Regions from separate parts of the Macaca mulatta genome. Here region 2 is linked to region 1. Evidence: chromatin contacts called from public Hi-C data. All regions are on one chromosome and are shown on one strand. Each heading gives the region's core, a stretch centred on a gene start, on an enhancer-like site or on the middle of the called end of the contact. The rest is flanking DNA. Distances are from core to core; before and after follow the strand shown.

What was found. Hi-C and Micro-C count contacts between places; a contact is called where the count stands out from the background.
Region 2: a Hi-C map of fetal cortex germinal zone shows a contact between it and region 1, with 2.4 times the contacts expected there. The contact joins the promoter of APAF1 here to the promoter of TMPO in region 1. A contact is called at or near these places in 2 of 14 Hi-C or Micro-C datasets (fetal cortex germinal zone and fetal cortical plate).

What each region holds. Positions count from the first base shown.
Region 1 is chr11:105,805,881-105,809,761 of T2T-MMU8v2.0, forward strand. It overlaps TMPO (thymopoietin), which reads left to right and starts at 1,886. Exons shown (of 4, transcript NM_001261527.1): 1 at 1,886-2,446. The coding sequence starts at 2,168.
Region 2 is chr11:105,939,071-105,942,951 of T2T-MMU8v2.0, forward strand. APAF1 (apoptotic peptidase activating factor 1) reads left to right here and starts at 1,910. Exons shown (of 27, transcript XM_015152496.3): 1 at 1,910-2,873. It overlaps IKBIP (IKBKB interacting protein), which reads right to left and starts at 1,828. Exons shown (of 2, transcript XM_015152522.3): 1 at 1,562-1,828. The coding sequence starts at 1,740.

The sequences.
Region 1 (3,881 bases), core at 636-3,135:
ATGGGTCACCTACAAGGATGTTGAATTCAGATAGAATGTAGACAAGAGGGATGGTGAGGAAAACCTACGACAAGCAGCTCTATAATTTCTGGGAAGTGGCCAGGAGGCTCGTGGATGATGGCAGTAAGGAGAGTAGAAGGTGATTTGGCCAGAAGATATGAACTTCAAGTATTTTTGAAGGAGAAAAGAGCAGAAATAGTTTGGAAGTAGCAATCAGGACCAAAGAGACCACCCAATCTCAATAGCCTAACCTCTTTGTGTTAGGGTATGCTGAATCTGTTAAGTGTAATCTCAATTTTGGAGTTCTACAGCAGTAAATCCGCAAGTATAACCACCTGTAGCTAATGTCCAGGTATAAGAAAAAGATAATGAAAATGTTTTTGCCCAGGAAACATTAATTGCAGGCATCTAGAATGCAGTTCTTGCATTATACGTACTGGGTTACCAGTCATTGCAAAATCATGGTCCTTTGCCTCTCAGCTCAGTTCCCCTTCTGAAGATAAAAACATTTGCCTATGTGTCCAGGGAAGCCGTAGGGGCAAAAAACCAAGTAACTTTTACAAGGGATCATAAAAATCTACCTAACAACTTGCTAATTAAAACCTGATTTTTAATTTGCATTATTGAGCTTAATACCATTGCTTATATATGGATACTGAGATTTTTATAAACTAGTTACCTCTAGGAAAATATCACTAAAAGAAGTATCTCCTCAATTTGAACAAAAGTAAGTCGCTTAAATCATAGGAAACATTTTTAGTGAAAGCGTTTGTTTTAAATATATTCTAACCTAACAGTGTAGAAAGCAGGCAAACCAAAAAAAATGTAATCAGTTTCTAAAATATAGTTTGGAGCTCAGATTCTGGGGAAATTATTAACACATTCTTGATCCAAGGTCTCCTTTCTTTTCTAGAATCTTTAATCATACATATTCATCAGAAATACAAATATTTGTCATCAGTGATACTAATTTTCAGGCAAACATTTTAATTGCAGTCACTACCAGGTTTTAATTTGGATTAGTAATACGGGTTTGATTAGGGTTCTCGGCCTAATTATAGGTCACTAGGCTTCCTTTAGGATTACGCAACATCTGCTATTTTAAATTGACCATTGAGGGGGTTCCCAAGGGTTCGGCTTCGTTTTGTTATCAAACGTTAGTGGGATCCAAAGCCAGGATCGGTTTCAACAAAAATGCAAGCGCGAATTTGTCTTGAGTCTCAACGCACTGTTCAAATTAAACAATTTAGACATGCCCCAACTACGAGACTAAGAAGTGAACGGTATAGTACACTTTTGTCACAAATTCAAGGGTAAAGTGCCCGATGGTAGAGGTCTGGCTTCTCCCGGGTTTCTGGAACAAAAGAAGCGTTCGCGAGTAGACAGAGGGGTAACTCCCTGCCCTCCCCCTCCCAAAGTAAATCAAATCAAGGAATATGAGTGCCTGCAGACAAGTCTCGCTTCTTTTCTTCCCCTTCATGGCTAGCGTTTGGGGAAGGCAAGGCTGCGGCTACTCTTCGGTGCTTCAGTGTCCCGGGAGGAAGAAAGGCCCAGACAAGGGTCCTCACAGCCGGCGTGGAATTCGGCCGGTTCGTAGGCGATCGACCCCAGAGACGAAAGCTGCTTCTCAAGCTGGGGGAGGGAGAGGAAACGGCGCACAAAAGCAGTACGACCTGTCCCTTATCGGCGTCTAAGGGGAAGGGTGGAGAAAATGAAAACAGAAGCGGGCCGGGCGCCTCGGCTCCCGCCCCAGCGCCTTTTAAACTGCGTTTCTACCTCCTCTCGCTCAGCGCGGCGGCTAATGGAACCCGCGCGGGCCGTCCCGCCAATCACCGCCGCGCTTCCTCCCGTCGCCCGCCAATGGCGCCGCGCGTTCTTGGGGCGTGGGCGAAGCAAGCTGCTCGCCTCCTGCCTGTAGTGTGTAGGCTGGGGTTGGTGCGGGCTTCCAGCTTGGCTGCACTTCGTCCGTAGTTCGGCTCTGGGGTCTTTTGTGTCCGGGTCTGGCTTGGCTTTGTGTCCGCGAGTTTTTGCTCCGCTCCGCAGCGCTCCTACTGGGCAGGAGCCGTGAGGCTCGGAGGCGGCAGCGCGGCCCCCGGCCAGGAGCGAGCGCGCCGGCGTGAGCGGCGGCAGCGAAGGCTGCGGGGAGGGGGCTTCGCAGATCCCCGAGATGCCGGACTTCCTGGAAGACCCCTCGGTCCTGACGAAGGACAAGTTGAAGAGTGAGTTGGTCGCCAACAATGTGACGCTGCCGGCTGGGGAGCAGCGCAAAGACGTGTACGTCCAGCTCTACCTGCAGCACCTCACGGCGCGCAACCGGCCGCCGCTCGCCGCCGGCGCCAACAGCAAGGGGCCCCCGGACTTCTCCAGTGACGAGGAACGCGAGCCCACGCCGATTCTCGGCTCTGTGGCCGCCGCCGCGGGCCGGAGCCGAGCAGCCGTCGGCAGGGTAAGGACGCGGGGCCGGGGCCACAAAGGCGGGCGTTTGGCGGTTGCCGCGCGCGCTCGCCGCCGTTTGCAGCCCCTCCCTCCCGGGCGCCCCCTTGGGCCTCCCAGGTGCGGGGCTGTCCCTGCGCCCCCTCGCGTTGCCCCTTCCCCGCGGGGCTGCAGGCGCTGGAGCGGAGAGGCCAGAAGTTGGGGCACCGGGATTCGCGTTCTTTGACGTGTGTGTCTGGGAGGTGTGGAGTTGCGTTGGTGGCGGTTGTTTTGCACGCGGGCGACGCGGCTTCCCTGGACCACCAGCTGCCGGCAGCGGGCGTTTAGACGGGGACTTCCGTGGCCTTTCGAAAGCTCTGGAGGGGTGGCCCCAAAATGCTATAGGTTAAGTTCGAGCGTTTTCCCGCTTTATTAACTGAAATGACTCGCAGCAGAGTCTCACAGCGCTCCCTGGAGGGCAACTGATGACACACTAATTTCTAACCAAAATTTGAATTAAGGAAATTCCCGCCTTTTTATACTTTTGCGTATGGAGGGCTTTTTGAACCGTTTATGTTTTCTAGTTTAATTTTTCCCACCAACAGGACATCTTTTGGCGGGACGGCTTCACGCAGAATTGAAAGGAACAGTTTAAACTACATTTTAAAGCGCCTATTATAATTTTTAAATATTTATTTATTTATTTTTGAGATGGAGTTTCGCTCCTGTTGCCCAGGCTGGCGTGCAATGGCGTGATGTCGGCTCACTGCCACTTCCGCCTCCCGGGTTCAAGCGATTCTCCTGCCTCAGCCTCCCGAGTAGCTAGGATTACCGGCATGCGTCGCCACGCCCGGGTAATTTTTGTATTTTAGTAGAAACCGGGTTTCTCCATGTTGGTTAGGCCGGTCTCGAACTCCTGACCTCAGGTGGTCCACTCACCTCGGCCTCCCAAGTTCTGGGATAACAGGCGTGAGCCACCGGACCCGGCCCTATAAACAAATATTTGAAAATTACTCACAGTTTGGATTGCGTTTTTCTCCCTTACTGGTAAATTTTGCTTGAGGAAAGGAAAGAGGATTCAGGAAAAATTTATTGCATGACATTCTGGTGCAACAGTATTGCAATTTGGAATGTCTGATCCTGGTTAAATCTCAAATCGGCTCCAGCAAAGCATGTTTTGTTTGAGAATAGTTTGCTTTTTTTCCTGTGGATTTTAATATGCTTTTTGTGTGTTTGCTTATGCCTGCCGAGTTACCAGGCTTCAAGTCGTAGTAGGATGAAGCTAAAACTAGTAATTGGTGTAACATAAAATGCCTTGTAAGAGACAGTGAATGTGGTGTTTGGGGTTGTTGCGAGTTATCACTAGTGTAAACCGAAATTACTCCTTCCTTCAAAGTTTACTTTAGTTTTTAAGGAACCTGTCTAATGTGTTTTCCCAGCTACTCAGGCAAAAATGAAAGACAAATGTA
Region 2 (3,881 bases), core at 660-3,159, 130 kb after region 1:
CCAAAACAAAAAACGTTATTTCTTTAGGCAAAGTCTCGCTCTGTTACCCAGGCTGGAGTGCAGTGGCAGATCTTGGCTCACTGTAACCTCCACCTCCCAGGTTCAAGCGATTCTCCTGCCTCAACCTTCGAGTAGCTGGGATTACAGGTGTGCACCACCAGGCCCAGCTAATTTTTGTATTTTTGGTAGTGATAGGGTTTCACCATGTTGGCCAGGCTGGTCTTGAACTCCCGATCTTGTGATCCACCCACCTCAGCCTCCCAAAGTGCTGGGATTACAGGTGTGAGCCACCACACCCAGCTGTTAACAAATCTTTTAACGCTGAAAAATACACTATTTGGGATGAGTCACCAGTAAAGTATAATTCCACATGTAATAGCATCAAAAATGTTTAGATGTTCAGGGTCTCTTCTAAAATTCTATCACTCTGGAAGATTAACAACAGTCTTACTAACTAACTTTACAAACGAATGAAAAACGGAGAAAAATTCTATTAAGGTACCAATCTTACTAAAATGAAATGGGCTATCACCTCACCCCAGAAAAAAAAAAGAAGACTGGGAAAACAAAACTTACAAGTTGGTTTTAAGGTTATTTCTAATACTCATTTTTCCTAATGACACTATTATATTGCCATTTACCTGGTTTTAAAACTGCAACTGTTTAAAGTGAACACAAGTGCTATGTTTTGTAGCTTTACCATATTAAAGTTCAATCTGTAACTTAATAAAATTATAAAAATAATTAAATTCATAACGCACGCACGGTGATCAAAATATGAGCACTCCTCCAAGCTCTGCTACTATAACGTTTGCTCCTTTGGGATCATAATGATCTTTTTCTTTTTTTTTTCTTTCCTTTTTTTTTTTTTTTGAGACGGAGTCTCACTCGGTCGCCCAGGCTGGAGTGCAGTGGTGTGATCTTGGCTCACTGCAACCTCCGCCTCCCGGGTTCAAGCGATTCTCCTGCCTCGGCCTCCAGAGGAACTGGGACTACAGGCGCCCACCACCACGCCTGGCTGATTATTCGTATTTTTGGTAGAGATGGGGTTTCACCATGTTGGTCAGGCTAGTCTCGAACTCCTGACTTCAAGTGATCCACCTGCCTCGGTCTCCCAACATAATGATCTATTTCAAGGTTGCAAATATTTCCATTAGGCATTTATGGGGCGAGTAGGGTGGGGCAGATGTGTCCCGGACTGGGGCACAGTGGACAGGAAGTAACGGTTTATAACAACGTGAACGCTTCTAACGTGAAGCGGGCGCTTCAGAAAGCGTGGCCGAATCTGCAGCTCTTAACAAGCGGCTCGTTCCCAAACTTTAGCCTCAAGTCCCTCTGAGCGATAGAGGCATGCTACCAGTACGGGGGAAAATGAGATATAAGATACGCGCGAAAGGGAAAAACAAGGCTGGGCTGTTTCCTTCCTTTGGGGTCAAGACAGAGCACAGAAGGCCCAGCTCTGGGGGGTTGGATCACCTCCGGGGGGATGCTGAGCCGGGTGGGAGAACAAACAGCAGGGGGCCCACAGGAGGCCGGCCCGGGCAGCCTCGCGTCCACTTACCAGGCCAGGCCCAGGCACGTCCCCAGCGACAGCAGGCTCAGGCCCGTTCGGGGGTCTGCCCAGCCCCCGCCTCCGCCGCCCCGGTCCTCGGGGGTCTTCCCGCCCTCGCTCCGCTTCCCGGGCTCCGCAGCGGGGGCTCCCTTGGGCCCCGACTTCTTCCGGCTCTTCACCTCAGACATGTCTGGAGGCCCTAGGAAGTTGAAGCCCCGGGCAGCTTCTTCACCAGGGGTAGCAGGACGTGGCTGCCTTGGCGATCGCGGGAACCCTGGGCGGTGACCGCGCCCCTTCACAGACTTGGCACCGCCCAGAGCCCAGCCCCTTCCCTCTCCCCGCCATCCTCGTTGCTTCACTGAGTCTTTCAGCTACCAGCTCCAAAGTTCCCCTAGGAGAGGTGCGCGGCGACCTCACCCCACAGCGCCTTCCACTGCGATATTGCTCCAAATCCGAAGAAATTCAAACTCCCGGGCGCGCTCAGGCCGACGGGACCCGAGGAGGTGGGGCGGGACAAAGGGGTCGCGCGCGCCACGTCGGGCGCGCCGCCCCCGCCCGAGTCAGGCCTTGATGGGAACGCGGCCAGTCCCTGAGGCGAAGCCAAGCCCCCTCCGCGGGATAGGCGGGCACTTCTACGAGCGCGGGCACGAGCCGTGGCGGGAGTGCGCGGCGCCGGCGGCCGCCCCTTGGGGCTTCGGGTGTGTTTATTTGCATAAGCGGGCGCGCGCAGTCCGGGCTGGGTGGGTCCGGCGGGATTTGATTGCTCAGCTGTCCAAAGGTGGAGAAGAGGTAGCGAGCGAGTGGACGTGATTGCTCTATCCTGGGCAAAAGGGACAGAACCGGAGGTGGAGTGTCTGGGCAGTCGGCGACCCGCGAAGACTTGAGGTGCCGCGGCGGCGTCCGGAGTAGCGCCGGGCTCCCCCCGGGGTGCAGCCGCCGTCGGGGGAAGGGCGCCACAGGCCGGGGAGCCCTCCTCCCTTTGTGTCCAGGAGTGGGTTCCACCGGAGGGCGGCCCGTGGGCCAGGCCTCACTGCGGCGCCCCGGGACTGTGGGGTCAGACTGCGGTGGGTGGACGCCCACCTCGCCACCCTTCGGAGGTCCCTGGGGGTCTTCGTGCGCCCCGGGGCTGCGGAGATCCAGAGGAGGCGCCTGTGAGGCCCGGACCTGCCCCGGGGCGCGGGGTATGTGACGGGACAGAGCCCCACACCCCTGATACCCGGTGGAAAACCTCTGTTGCCGTTTCCCTCCACCGGCCTGGAGTCTCCCAGTCTTGTCCTGGCAGTGCCGCCCTTCCCAGTAAGACCTAGGCGCAAAGGCTTGGGTAAGTTGACCTCCTCGCTTTTCTCCCCGGGCCAGGTTCTTTGGAGGCTCGGTAGCTGGTTTCAGGGACTGATAATTTGAGGACATGGTATATTTGATAACCATCCTGCTCCTGTACCAGGAAGAGAAATTCTCTAACGAGGAAGTAGTAAACTTAGGGTTTTCATGGATGAACGTACACTGTGTTTTCTGTTTTACATCTAGGAAGAGTTTTGGCTTTTCATTTTGTTGTGGGTTACAAAAGGTTTTGAGACTTAGTTCAGATTATTTGTGCAGTTTTAAAACGTGTTTAAGATTTGCATATTTTAGTTTAACAGGACTAGGTGAAATTGGAAATTAGTGTCAGAAAGCCAGAGTGTCTATTTGCTTAGCTATTGGGCATAACCTAAAAAATTCATTCATTCTTGTTTTTTCACATCGAATTTCATTACTATAAATTGAGGAACATTTTATGTTTAAGAGGACAAAAACGTTATTAACATTTTAAAAAATGACAGTTTTAATTCCAATCAACTTTTTATCAGTTTCGTGCCCCTACTGGGCATTTTGTTAGCCTTGACAAGCATAGGCAAATACCCTACGTCCCTATTTTTCCAAGTGCTACATTTGGTGACTTCAAAAACAGTCATTGAAGTTTGATAATTACTGCCCCCTTCTGTGAGCTCCAAGTTGCTTGTGCCCTGTTTTTGCACTTTGGACGTTGACATTCCTACTCCCTCTCTCTTTTTCTTCTTTGACTAGACTGTGAATTATTTCAGGGAGATGACTCAATCTTTTCTGTAGTCTTGGTGTCTGACATATAGAGAGGAGCACAAATGTGTATTGAATAAATGAATTAATAAGCCCGTTTACACTCTTTCTATACATTGGATAGAGTTCTGTTAATGTTTTGAAAACTTGGAGACATTGTGAACTGGGTTTATGCCCATGGAAAAATTTGCATTATATTTGAAATAAAGTTGCTAGAAACGTCAAGTATTTTACTATAAAGGCTATTGTTCTTTCCTCA